Linked DNA regions of Rattus norvegicus: region 1 is linked to region 2. A link is a contact called in public Hi-C data. All regions are on one chromosome and are shown on one strand. The core of a region is the stretch at or near the end of the contact, and the rest is flanking DNA. Distances in the headings are between cores, read along the strand shown.

Evidence for each region. Hi-C and Micro-C count contacts between places; a contact is called where the count stands out from the background.
Region 1: a contact with region 2 is called in a Hi-C map of psoas muscle, with 2.8 times the contacts expected there. The contact joins the promoter of Stxbp6 here to the enhancer-like site in region 2. A contact is called at or near these places in 11 of 12 Hi-C or Micro-C datasets (the A7r5 cell line, the Rat2 cell line, Schwann cells and 7 more) and 1 of 1 datasets of contacts at active chromatin or transcription factors (oligodendrocytes).

The regions. Positions count from the first base shown.
Region 1 is chr6:67,882,267-67,889,231 of GRCr8, reverse strand. Stxbp6 (syntaxin binding protein 6) reads left to right here and starts at 4,894. Exons shown (of 6, transcript NM_001191872.1): 1 at 4,894-5,147.
Region 2 is chr6:67,652,446-67,658,642 of GRCr8, reverse strand. Stxbp6 (syntaxin binding protein 6) reads left to right here. Exons shown (of 6, transcript NM_001191872.1): 5 at 2,158-2,315. Among named protein-coding and RNA genes, the nearest start is that of Stxbp6, 230 kb to the left of the region's middle. Within about 2 kb of position 4,007, at least 13 of the 93 cell types and tissues checked have an H3K27ac peak or open chromatin away from gene starts, as enhancers often do. A contact at or near this core is called in the A7r5 cell line, where this site is marked.

The DNA.
Region 1 (6,965 bases), core at 3,645-6,144, 230 kb before region 2:
TGAAGAAGAGTGGAAGACCTATTACAGTGTGAGAAAAGAAACTGAAGAGCGGAAATATGCCAACTCTTTCAGACGTTGTCCTGAATGGTGGACTGAAGTTCATAAAATGTTACAGACCAATATTTATTGTTGTTTTTGGATGCACAGAAGAACATAAATTATACAGTTAGAACATTAGAGTCAAAATATTGTATCATAGAAATTAAGTCAAAAAAGATGGTGGGAACAAATTATAACCCAACGAGAATAGTTATGGTTAATTAAAACTACAGACTAAGATTAAGTGCTCCATGAACAGAACAAAATCTGAAGTTCTATTTGAACTCTGGAGGTTTCTCAGACTCAAGTAAATAGATGTCACTAAGTGTGACAGGTCTCTTACCCAATTTACTGGTAATATATACCTACAACAGCCACCAGCCTGTCACTAGCCTGAGAGGCTCCTGCAACTGCCAAGACAGCCATTGTGAAGATAAAATAGAACCTAAAACTTGAGGAGAATCCACAGTTTTTGGAAAAGAATAGAAAAGAATTATAAAGTGCAAAATGACAGGCAAAATTTTCTTTCGTCAATATGTCCTGTCTTCATCTTACTCATAGAATTCTCTCTCTTATCGTGTGTGTGTGTGTGTGTGTGTGTGTGTGTGTGTGTGTGTGTGTGTGTGTCCTGTTTTGTGCATCAGAGACTCAATGTTATTAGGGCTTTGTGTATGCTTTGGCCTCCAAGCCACAGTTTTCTTGTTGCTTTCCATTCTTCAAGTACTTGTTATGGGAATGTTTCTTTGAAATAATCAGTTGGCCTTCCACCCTTAGATCATTTTGGAAAGTGATCAGTTTTCCACACATAAGCACAGGTTCATTGAACAAAGTTGTTTTATTCAGTTCTCAGCTGTAGTACACTAAGGACTCATGGATTCTTACAAGGGAGGAATAACAGCCAAAAACGAAGAGAGATGGGAAAATCTAAGGCCTGGTGAAGAAAATGGGTGATTTCCCAGGGCAATGGTAGGAAGCAAAGTGCAGAAGAAGCAGAACAGGACATTTTCTCATCTACTGTAGGGCCAATTAAGGTCCTGCTGCTGCTCTCACTGAGGGAAGAAGAGGGATGTTTTCCTCTTCTGTGTTGCCCCAGGTATATCTGGTATCTCTATAAAGCTCAGACATTTAATAGAGTTCTTGGGGCTAGGTTCTTGACATCTCTTTTATAAGAAAATGAACATTATTCCAAGGAGCTTAAAAGCTTGAAAAATAGACTCTTCTAGCTTTAAAAAAACATTGACTAATTCGAAGGAATATAAACAAGTTTGAAACATGAGATTTCAAATATTCAAGAGCTTATCTTAACCAAATCGGTATTTGATATTTTCAAGTAGAAAGTTGGTAAATTGATAAATTTCTAAGTTGCAGTTGCTTAATCCAAATTCACATCCTCAGAATGAAAATGTGAGGAGGTACTAGCTGGTCTGAGGTCCCCAGTATACATATGTTCTCAGTGGGAGAAGACATGTCTAATCCTAGAGAGACTTGAGGCCCCAGGGAGGGAGTCATGGTGGAGGGAACGTCTTCTTAAAGAAAGGAGGAATGTGATGAGGAACTGTGGGGGGGGGTGGACTGGGAAGTGGGGGCAATGGCTGGATCATAAATAAATAAAATAATAATAAAAAGAAAAAATAATGTCAACATTACAAAAATGTAGAGGTGCATCTAATCCCATATGCATAGATGGCACTATTATATCTTAAGGGAAGCTATTAAAATACTTATGACATCAATTCCCTGCAACAAACCATGTCAGGTTGTTTTGTTTATTGGCTTTTGAGATATGCTCTTGCTATATAACCCTTGAACTCATGGCAATTCCCCTGTCTCTGCTTTTCTGGTGCTGGTATTGAAGACTCCAGCCACTGGGCTCAAATCCATTTGTTATTTAGATAGCATTTCCTTCCATTGCCTTAGACAACCTAAGGCATCTAAATCCACAAGAGTTTTAGGCTAAGGCTTCACAGTGAGTTCTAGGGCACTCTATTGTTTTATATAATTTAATACTCACAGAAAGGTCGTGTCCTTGTAACCATGAGATTACTTATGCCACAAAGGAAGAGGGAAATATCACTTTATGTTTTCTTCTTTCTCACAAATAATACGTTAAAGGTATTTAACTCAGCAGCTTGATGAAATACTGTGTCTTTTTCATTTCTATCATTTCAAGATTAAACTTTAAAGACAAAAATAAGTTCTGGGCTTGCTGTCACACACACGGGTCATTTCTGTAACTACATGCAAGAAACAAACAATACTAGCTTTTTACGGGGTGGGAACAGGCTTCACTCTGTTAGAATCTCTTTTGCTCTGTGTTTTTTAAAAAAAATCGCCATTGTTGTTTACTCATATAAACTTTAAAATGTGATTATTTTAATATTGAAGCAGAGAGACAAAAACATGAGGGAGTTAATTGAATCTCTAATGTGGAGGAACACACACATATACAATATAAAAACACTAGCAAAATATTTTTTCTTGTAAGCCCCTCCCTATATAAATGTTTACATCCTGTTCTTGATGACATTATTATTATGATTTTTAAAACAACAATTCTTAGGAACTAGGGGAGGTACAAAATGGGCCCGGAAGATTTTGATGATGGGAACTTTTATTTATTTTGCTAATATTTGTAACTACCTGTTATGTGATAGGTCCTGCTCTAGGTACTTCCTCATTATCAAAACTTCTGGAAACCTTCTGCATAAACACTCAAGCATTTTTTCCTCTTTGAGAGTTCTGTGTATTTAAAATACTTCTAATAGATAAAGGGTAGTCTGTTCTGAAGCAGACACTAACAAACTGTTCATTAGAGGGCACTTCTTTGTACAGAGGGTAGCCATCTTGTATAGACCTTCAATACTGATGGGTGAGAAAGAAGAGTGAAGTCGACAATAGAAACTAATACCAGAGGATCTTATTAACAAAATGGTTAAAATAGTAAAAAAAAAAAAAAAAGTATCCTGATTTTTTTTTTTCTTTGAGCTGGGGACCGAACCCAGGGCCTTGTGCTTGCTAGGCAAGCGCTTTACCACTGAGCTAAATCCCCAACCCCCGTATTCCGATGTTTTATTAACAATATTCCAATATTGAAAAAGCTTCTCAAATGGGTGAAGGTTGCTACCTGAGACAACCTTCGTGATGCATGTCAAGTCTAGTTTGATAGGTGAGAAAGACAGTGCTTTCTTATTGCATAAACTCTCACTTTTAAAAAACCCATAATCACACATCACTTCTCCTAAACCTCTCATAATGAGAACTGTCTTCTAATTCCAAACTGAGGAAAATGCAGCTGTGAAGAGAAGCCAGTTGCTCACCTTAACTGATGCAGGAATGGCTGGGAGTGACAAAGAACCTGATTATTATTTTTTGGTAAAAAGATAACCCAATCATTCGTCTTTCCAGAGATAAGCAGACCGCGGACAGTCTTATCAGCTAAATGCCTCTGCTTTTCATAAAGCAGTGATCATATCATGAGAAACCCTTTCTTCCCCTCTGAACTACTTTCCTAACCACCGCTCAACATGTCTTCACAGAAGAGGTTACTTTTGGTTTTTTTCCCTCCAGCTTCTCAGCTGGTTTCATCAGATTCTACCAAATAAAGGGCAGACATCGTAGACTAGCAATTAGGACCTCAGATCCCACCTTGCTCTGATTCTCTTAATGTACGAAATCTTGCAGCTTTTTCTTCAGCCTAGGAGGGTCAGGCCAGAATGAGGTAGGACACGAAATAGAAGGGTTGGCCAAAGAACTCGATAATCAAAGGAAAGTTTTAATGCAGTAGGAAATGGAAAGAAATTAATGCACAAATAGATAATAAAAATATAAAAAAATTAAATAAAGGCAGGACAGGTATTATGGGGTTTTCCTTTTGTTTCAAACGTAATATGTCTTTGAGGAACTCTAACAGTTGGACTGAGACATGTTTACCTTGCAGTGACCTCCTGCTCAGGTGCTCATACTTCTGAAGTGTCCTCAAAGTTTGTTCTCAAAGCCACTTTCCGCATTAGTTAACTCTGAATGCTCCAGCGTTTATCACTAGCTCACTTCTGTCAGGAAAACCTATTTCCCCTTGCACTTTGAAGGCAGTCTGAATCATCTTGGATCCTTTCCAGCACCCCCTTAAGCCAACGTGGGCAGGCACTCAGCACCTCTCCACAAAACTCCTTGGTTAAGATTGGCTGAGCAGCCACTGGACCCAGCAGTAGGTTTTTGGTGTAGACTCTAGTTTGTTTGTTTGTTTTTCTTCCTTTCTTTGTTTTTGTTTTCCCCATGGCAAGATTCAATAAGCGGGATATTTTGCACGAAAAAAGCTATGTGTTAGCCACGTATTTATTTATAAAATAAAATCCAGTAAAACCAGGTTTGATTTTCACGATAGTTGTGGGCGCTTAGAGCAGGGCAGCTGCTCAGCCTGCGAAGCTTTCACAAGCTTCCTTCCTCCTTCCCGCTTCACTCATTAACTGGGCTTGCCAGGCCCCATTAGCTCTTGGATTTTGTCACCTGAATTTTTGCGACTGAATAAAACCCTACCTGCTGGGCCCACATTCCCGTAGCACGTTGTCTTTCTGAACACTTGCTTGCAAAAGCTCCCAGAAGCAGCCTACCTTTCCAGTCCACAAACTTCCCACGACCCATGGGACTCTCACTGCCTTGTGTTTGTTAACCCGTGCCCTACGAGCTCAACCTCACTTATCCCTTGGGCTCCCGGCCTGCGGCGGGGCCCCGAGCCCTGGGCTACCGATCTTTGCCCCGGGCCAGGTCGCCGTGGCTCGCTCGCAGCAGCACTGGGCATGCTCACAGGCAGCGGCGGGGGCAGATTGGTTTTGCTAGCTCGCACTCGGCAGCAGCGGGCCAGCGCGAGGCTGCAGCTGGAGCTCTGGCGCCCGGAGTTGGAGTTGCCAGGAGTTTCCCCGACCCCTCCCTCCTCGCGCAGAGCAGCAGGAGCCCGCGCGGGAGCGGCGAGCCGCGACCAGCCAGCAGCCGAGTCGAGCCAGCTTTAGTCTGCAGCCCCGATCTCCACGCGGGGCAGCCGCGGGGGAGCACTGTCTTCGGTTGGGACGCGTGCCGCGCACTAGGCACCGCCCGAGCACGAGCCAGGCTGCACGGTAGGTTCCTGGCGTGGGGAGGCCAGGCCACCCGGGGTACAGTTGCAGCTACCGCGGCTGCCGGCTGGGATGCGCGCCGCGGGGCTTGCGGAGAGGGTAGGCGCGCAGAGAGTCGCGCGGGCAAGTTGGAGGGCGGCAGGGGAGCGGGCGTACACCCGGCACAGCTGCTTTGTGCGCGCGAAGAGGGATCTGGGTCGCTGATTCTCCCCACAACCCGGGACCAGGAGTGGGAGCAACGTTGGCCAGAACCTAGCAGGTCAGAATCCGGTGAGAAAGTTGGTGGTGGAGCCTTTAGGTCCACACTGCCAGCTCGGCAGAACGGCACCCCCCAAAGGATGCCTCCTGGAGAATTCAGTGGGTCGCAGCGCCCCTAGCCAGAGCTCTCTCCGCTGAAATCAACGAATCACCCCATCTGTGAATGCTGGCATCTTCTAGGAAGATCATTGCTGCCCAAACTGAGGCCGGTACTTCTTACGGGGGTTACCTTCCGGTCCCCATAGCTTTTGCCCCTTCCCTTGACCTAAGAAGTGGTCAGGGGCTCGACCAGGGCCTCCCTTGGGGCTCCAAATTCTCTTTAAGAGCGCGCCAGAATCCAGCTCATCCATATGGCGAGTCAGAGAGGCCAGAGTAGATGGATGGCTTGCGTTGTCTTTCTGACTTTCCCCAGGTTTACATTATCACAGACCCCAGGACTCAAAGGTCAGTTAGAGAGTTTAGAATGGCGCACGGTTCTTTAGGAGGAATGCATGTGAGTTTGTTTGCCTTGGACTTCGTAACAACCCTCTCCTGTTTCTATCATTCTTAAACCCGGACTTTGTGGGAAGGAACAGGGCAGAGGAATGTTTTCTTCATTTCATCGTCTCCTAAGGTCTTCTGGGAGACTCCAAGGCCCTGAGACTGGCAGTATGCATATTGCAAGGATGTGGAGGATGTCCAGGTTCCTCCTGGTTCCACGTCTCTCCCTCCCCCTTCTTGTTTTGAGTTTTAGGGTTGTACCTACACTGGGTTAGCACTGTCCTAACAAGGTGTGGTGTAGGGGAAGGTGGAGGGAAAGGGTTGAGGTGTGTGGAGGAGTTTCAGCCCAGGCTGAGTGGTTGTTTGCCTTGCCTAGGAGGCTGCTATGGGAAGAAGTCCAGAATAATTATGCAGGCTAGAAATACACTTCTCACTCCTTTTTCTTTCTTCTTCCTCCCCCCCCCCCCCTTTCTTTCATCTCTTGGCCAAATACCTCGGTTGTTGGGTATGTGTGCGAAGTTTTTAAAGGAGAACAAGGAGAACTCACTCTGACTAAGTGCTAGTATTTTAGGACGTCACCATTTCTGCCCAGTTTTTCTCTTGGGGATTGTACATCTGGGGGAGGTTTTCAGATGTAGGGATTCCACGGTGTGGTTATACTACACAGGTTCGAGAGTCAGACAGACATGAGCTCATGTTTTCCCTGATGGACAACTTACTTGCCACATATAACTTCAGCTTTTGTTTGTGTCGTTTTGTTCTTCTAACAAGTGGGAGATGATGGCCACCCTATCTCCGTTTCTGTTGTGAGACGTAAGTGACATTACAGAAGTGAAGAGAGCTAAGAAAACACGAAGCAGCATCTAGGCCTTAGGCTTTGTCTCTGTGCACTGTGCCCAGTTTTAAAACCTGTTTTTTCTCGATTCTAACAAACAACCAAGTCTCCCGTGACTGTGCAATCTTCCCTACAGGGTTCAGTTGCTGAGATCTGTGGAAGCAGCCATTTACTCACACCTGCAGAGCTTCTCTTGATTTTATGGGTGGGAAATCCCTCTTTTCTGTCTGAGGGAGGCAGTGTGGTAT
Region 2 (6,197 bases), core at 2,758-5,257:
GAAAGGATGGAATCATCCGCAGACCAAGGTTCAATGGTAACCCTGTCATTTCCCAGTGTGATGACAGCATACAAGCTTTTCTGCTTCCAATCTGCTTCCTCAGAATTTTGGACAGGAAATGAAGCAATGTTTTTTAATGCTTTTCTGCTTGCAAAGTCCTGTGTTGTTAGCTATGATAATGGAATGTTATCAGAGTTACTAATACAGTATGAAAGCAATGTAAGACCAAGATTTCTTCTGTAGAAATTGTTCTGACGTCCCAGAATTTCCTTTGTGCCCAAGCAGATTTTTCTAGGGTGCAATCACGTCAAGTCTGTGCTCACTGTGTCTATGTACCTGGATGTCATTGTGCCTCTGTATATGGGCACATAGCTATGTGGTGCTAGCTACGAGTGGTGTCATTACTTAGCCCTAATCACTTTTTTTCTAGAGTTTATTTGGCCCTTGAAAAATAGAAGGTGATTTCTTCAGTGCTGCCTCTGGACCAGGCACTTCTCACCTGAGATTCTTTTCCACAAACTCCAGAATGTTCCCACAAAGGATAAATTAGCAAGCTTTTGTAGCTGATACTAGTGGAAATTACATTGCTATAAAAAGCTATCTGTGGTTTGAAGTATCCATCCCACGTACAAAGTAAAATGATGTCAGCAACTTATTGAAAGACATAAAAAATTATGTAAAATGCTATTCAATGTAAACAAAATACAGCTATAAATTTTCCCGAGGTTGTCATTGGGCAGTGTGCTTGTCCTCAGTGGCTAATGTGCCACAAGCTATTTACCAAGTCATGCTGCCTGTCTTGGCGAGTAGAGTAGCAAGGATGCATGACCTTTGGAGATCTGGCTGACTTCTACTTTCTTTGGTATCACTCTAGAGTTGGAAAATGCTTAATTTCCTCAGAGGCAAGTTTCTGTGATGGTTTCCTACCTGCTATCTGCTAGCAGTGCTGTGACCTTGCTTTTAATATTCTGGAACTCACACATGGAAACATGAGTATCCAAGCCATAACGAGGATCAGAGGATGGGGGCCATTGCATCACTTTTGAATTTAAAAGCTCATTATTCAATCATAACTCTTAGCCATGCAGTGGGGAGTATGGCATAATTGCTAGATAAAGGGGTCAGCTAAAGGGTAGGGAAGTAGAGTATTATATCTAGAAAACCCCTATGTCCCCAATTTTCTGGGGATTATTGAATCATTCTAAAGATGAAAACAAACTGAAGATCTGAGCATACAGCCAGTGGTAGAGGGTTTGCCTAGCCCTGGGTTCAGTTCCCCAGACTGATGGGCTGCAGGGAACACAGGTTATATAGAGCATGGAATTCATGCCTGGAATTCCCACTCTAGGGACAGAGGCTGAAAAATGGAATCCCAGGCTCACCTAGACTAGAGTGAGACACTTGTCTTAAAAAATAAATAAATAAATAAATAAATAAATAAATAAATAAATAAATAAATAAATAAATAAATAAATTAGTGAGGTGGCTCAGCAGGTAAGGCATGTGCCAAGTTACCAAGTTCAGTTGCTGGTGCTTATGTGGTGGGAGGATAGGACCAACTTCCAGACACTGTCCACTGACTTAAACTTCTCTCCTCTCCTCTCTTCTCCACTCCTCTCCTCTCTTCTCTCCTCTCCTCTCTCCTCTCTTCTCCTCTCCTCTCCTCCTCTCCCTCTTCTCCTCCTCTCCTCCCTCCCCCTCCCCATTCCTTCCTCCCTCCCCCTCCCCACTCTCTCCTCCCTCCCCCTCCCCTCTCTCACACACACACACACACACAGTATGAGGGAAAGAAAAGTTAAATATATGTAATACAATAGTAAAATGTTCATAAAATACAAATATATGTCAATGTACCTTCCTAATTTTGTGAACTTGTCAGGGTTCCCATTTACCTATGCCTTTAAGTCTTAAATCCCAGTGGGCTCCATCTTTCAGAGCCTCCTCAAGCATACGGAATGGTGGTGGAGTGGAAAGAAGCTGGCAGGATTTGCCATGGCCCTGTGGCAGATCTTTGGGTTTTCTTCCTATAAATGAATGAGTCACCTCAAAGAATGGAAACTTGTTTTCCAGTACAATTTGCCTTGCGCCTTTCCTCAGTGTGGGGATCTGCCTTTGTGGGGACCGCGCTAGCTCTTGATGCATTTGCAATCCTTCCAGGAAACAGCATCCTCCATTCAGCAGCGGATAGTGTGACCAGTGCGGTACAGAAGGCAAGCCAGGCCTTGAATGAGCGAGGGGAACGGTTAGGCCGAGCAGAGGAGAAGACAGAAGACATGAAGAACAGTGCCCAGCAGTTTGCAGAAACTGCACACAAGGTGAGCCAGCAGAGAGCAGGGTCTCCATGTTGGATTATCAGAGGTCATAATATCAAGAAACTGTTCCTATGGTGGGTGAGGAACTCGAGGAGCCTTTTTGGCTGTTGTTCCTTTTGGTGAGCAGTTTTCTAGTAACTAGAACCTTGTGGTTTCTCTCCTTGTACCCGTTTTTTTGTGGTCACCATCTTCTTTCTAATGGCTTCATCTCTTTCTCTGACCTTCTGACTTTTAGGTATTTAAGATAACAAAGAAAATCTTTAATTACTGTCCTAAATATCAGGATTCATGTTGAGGTCACAGAAAGAGGGAGAAGTGAGATCACCCCTGACGATACATCCCTGTCATTGACCACAATTGGAAGACTTCTATTGGACTTGAGGCTTCACAGGTGTCCTTTCCACTCTATCCCTTTCTCATTCTAAGTGTCTGTCATTGTATGTCACAAGTTGTTATCTCTTCACCAGACATAAAGCAAGCCCTGGTCTCAAGGCTAGTTTCCCCTCTGATACTGGCAGGGTGTCGATTCAAAACCTCTACTCTGGATCTCTAATTTTGAGCAAAAATGGCAGCGAGATTATCTCCTAGAACTCAAAGAACGGTACTTCTCATGTGACTGGATACTCAGCATGCATTTTCATACTTTTGCTGAGAACTGCCTTTCAGAAGGGAAAAGTACTATTTACTGGCAGCTCCTATCTAAGGCAGTCATAAACCAAAGGAAAGAGGAGGTCTACTGGTCAGCTGATAAGGAAGATGTATTACTGTGCTTATACTTCAGATCAAAGAGTAGTTAGTTTCTAGCTGAATTTAAGTTTCTTGGAACCATTTCTACTGGTGACATATTGGCCTGTCAGGCTCATGATCTGGACCTGCAGATAGTTTTTAGTTGATCTTCAAGGGAGAACAATTCAATTAGCCTCAATAGAATACTCTACTTCTGTTGAGGAAATAAGAATGGGCAACCAAGAAAACATTCCCGGGGCCAGAAGATGCTTCTCCTGGGCTCATAAGAAAGCACTCCAGGAGACTGGCTCCCAGCAGATGCTTCCTCTACCTTTCTTTCCTCTGTGATTCCCTTTACACAGAACTATTTAAGTATCTCAGTGACTCTATCACAACAGGGTCTTAGTGCACTGCTGATTCTGAAACCTAGGTAGAGTTCCTTGAAGGAGAATTAACCAAGTCTGTCTGAGGAAGCCAGCAGACAAGCTGTCATCAGGACTTCACAGTTAGAAGTTGTGACAGTAAACCCAGATGCATGTTCCCCACGGCTTTGGTACAAGGAAATGATGGTGTGGAAATTCGAGAGTCCATGCCCAGATGCACTGATACACAAAGCAACTTGAAGTTTTTAAATGGGAAAAAGACAGTGGACATCTAAGTAAAACCCCTTAGTGTTGAGTTAGGAAAGAGAAAACCAAAAGAGGTAATACTACAGCTGTCTTAAAGTCTGCAAAGGCCGGGTGGCCCAGCCATTATCTCTTTTGCCTTCCCACAGTGGTGTACTGAGAAAGCTCTGCTAAAACAGTTGCAGCTAATGATTAAACCACAAACCATGTTACCAAGGAAGCTGTGAAATTATTCTTCCTAATGTGGGGTAGACAATACCTGGATGTCATCCACATAGGCGTCCCTCTCACGAGGGTTGTACAAACATCCAAGTTCTTGGCCATTGCCACTATTTCCCTGACGCTGTGGCCAAGTTTGCTGAATGGTTGGGAAATAACATGGTATAGTAGTTAACTTCTTATGTCTGAGCCCAGCTCTGTCATTTCCCATCTGGGTGACCTGGGACAAATGCTAAATTTCTCAAAGCCCATGTTTTCTTATCAGTTAAACAAAGGCAATTGATTAATAACAACACCTATTTCCTTGGGTGCTAAGGGAAGCATGCCCATAAATCTAAATTGTTTATGGTTTATTTCAATAAACATAGCTTCTGCTGAGCCTGTCCCATTTGGTGACATAACAGGCTCAGTAATGAGGCTGAGGAATTATTACAGATGACTGAGAATCTTCAAAACAGCAATTTTAAAAAGAATGCAGAGGAATATTGTATGATCCAAATTCGAAAGGAAAGGGAGTGGGAAGCTTACAGTATGTGAACAGAGAGCTGTCTTAGAACAGCCTATGGACCAGAAATTGAGGAGGCCATCAAATAAATGCAAAGGGGTCTCCAGCTTTGGTGAGTGCAGGGCTGGTTGGTCCTAGTAGAGATGGAGTAGGCAAGAGAAGTTGGCATTTTAACTGGTTTCCCCTTCAGTAGGTGTTCCCAGGGGAGAGAAGTCCCTGGGTGAGTGTTTACTAGGGAGTGTAAGACAGCCTTAGAGCTAGGCAGACAGTTTTTTAAAATTGGGATACCTCAGAGGTATTTGTAGTGAGCAAGCCGACCTCTTTAGATAAGGTATGGCTGCTTTTCTAGGGGTTAGAACTGTGGATTTGACGATAGGTTTACCATGAAGATGTCATTTCACTGGCCAAGTCCCAGGCAGGCCTGCTAGTGAGAAGAAGATTCTGAGGTAGAACCAGGCCTTCTCCTCATCCCCGCACTCCCCCAGACATGTGTGGCCTGTTGACTCATATAGAGTGGGCTGTGTTTACAAGAGAAAGACACAGTACACATGGCAGAGAACAATCATCCCAGGTGACAGTTCCTCTGAGGACAACCACGTCTGATGGAAATTGTGCCCTGTCTTTCCAGATTATAGTAAAAAAACTATCTTTTGTCTTATTTTTCCCAGTACACCTACCTACAATGACCCAGGTACAAAAGTAAACAGGTCTCTTTTGTACAAGCACATCCTCTTGCTGTGTGGGTGCCAGTCCCCTCTAGAACAAAGATAGGGAAAATGCTTCTCTCCAGGCCCAGCATGGCCCTCACCCCATTTCTGGTTATCCTGTCATGAGGAAGTATTTATTGTTCCTTCCTGAGCTGTGGGTTTGGCACAGTTCCAGCCATCAGGAACGAGCACTGCACAGCACAGCACAAGCAGCCTCACTCACTTTCCCCTGCCCCCAAAAGCCCAAGGTTGTAGTGTGCTCCAGGTTTTGACAGCCCACCATGACTGGTGAGTCAGCAGGCAAGAACATTACCCACACGAGCATCCTCAAATGGCATTTCTCACAGCAAAGAGAGTTGATCTGGACTCTTCTATACCAGGGTGGAGAAGATGTCAACAGGCATTACCCTCTCTGGGAAAAGCACTCCCCCATCTCCTCTCTCAGTCTGTTTCTCTGTCTCTCTGGTTTGTTCTGTTGCAGTCGCTCAGTTTGGGCCTTTAGGCTAAAAGAAAAGGGACTCTCCTCTGGAAGCACAGCCATAGTATCATTTATGATTTTTATTATCATTATGTAGAATAGATTACAAAGCATTAGTAGGGGGTTTCTGTGAAATATCCAGTAAATAAACCAGGGGGACTCTAAGGGAGGAGCTCTAGCGCCTGAGGTAATCTGTGACAGTTTTACAGGAACGGGAAACAATAGGCAAGCATTGACTTTGAAGCACCTGAACAGGAAACAATGGGCAAGCATTGACTTTGGAGTGCAGCAAAACTGTATAACCTGGTTCCCTAATTTTGTTTAGTGCTCTTTCTGCTCTTAAATCTGAAGTCCTTCGTTCCTAGGTACTCTCATAAACCAGGGTATTACCAGTTTTTGCTAGCTGCTGTTAGTCTGTTCAGGCTACTTAAAGTAAATAAACAAATTTTTAAAACCTGGTAGTTGATTAAACAATGAATTCATTTCTCACACAGAAGTCCAAGGTCAAGATGCTAGATTCCATGCCCCATGAAGGCTGTTTCCTGATTCACTTACGATGACCTCTGAGAGTATCATAATGAAAAGGGAAAGAGTCTCTGATTCATTCTGAGGACTCTGCACCTC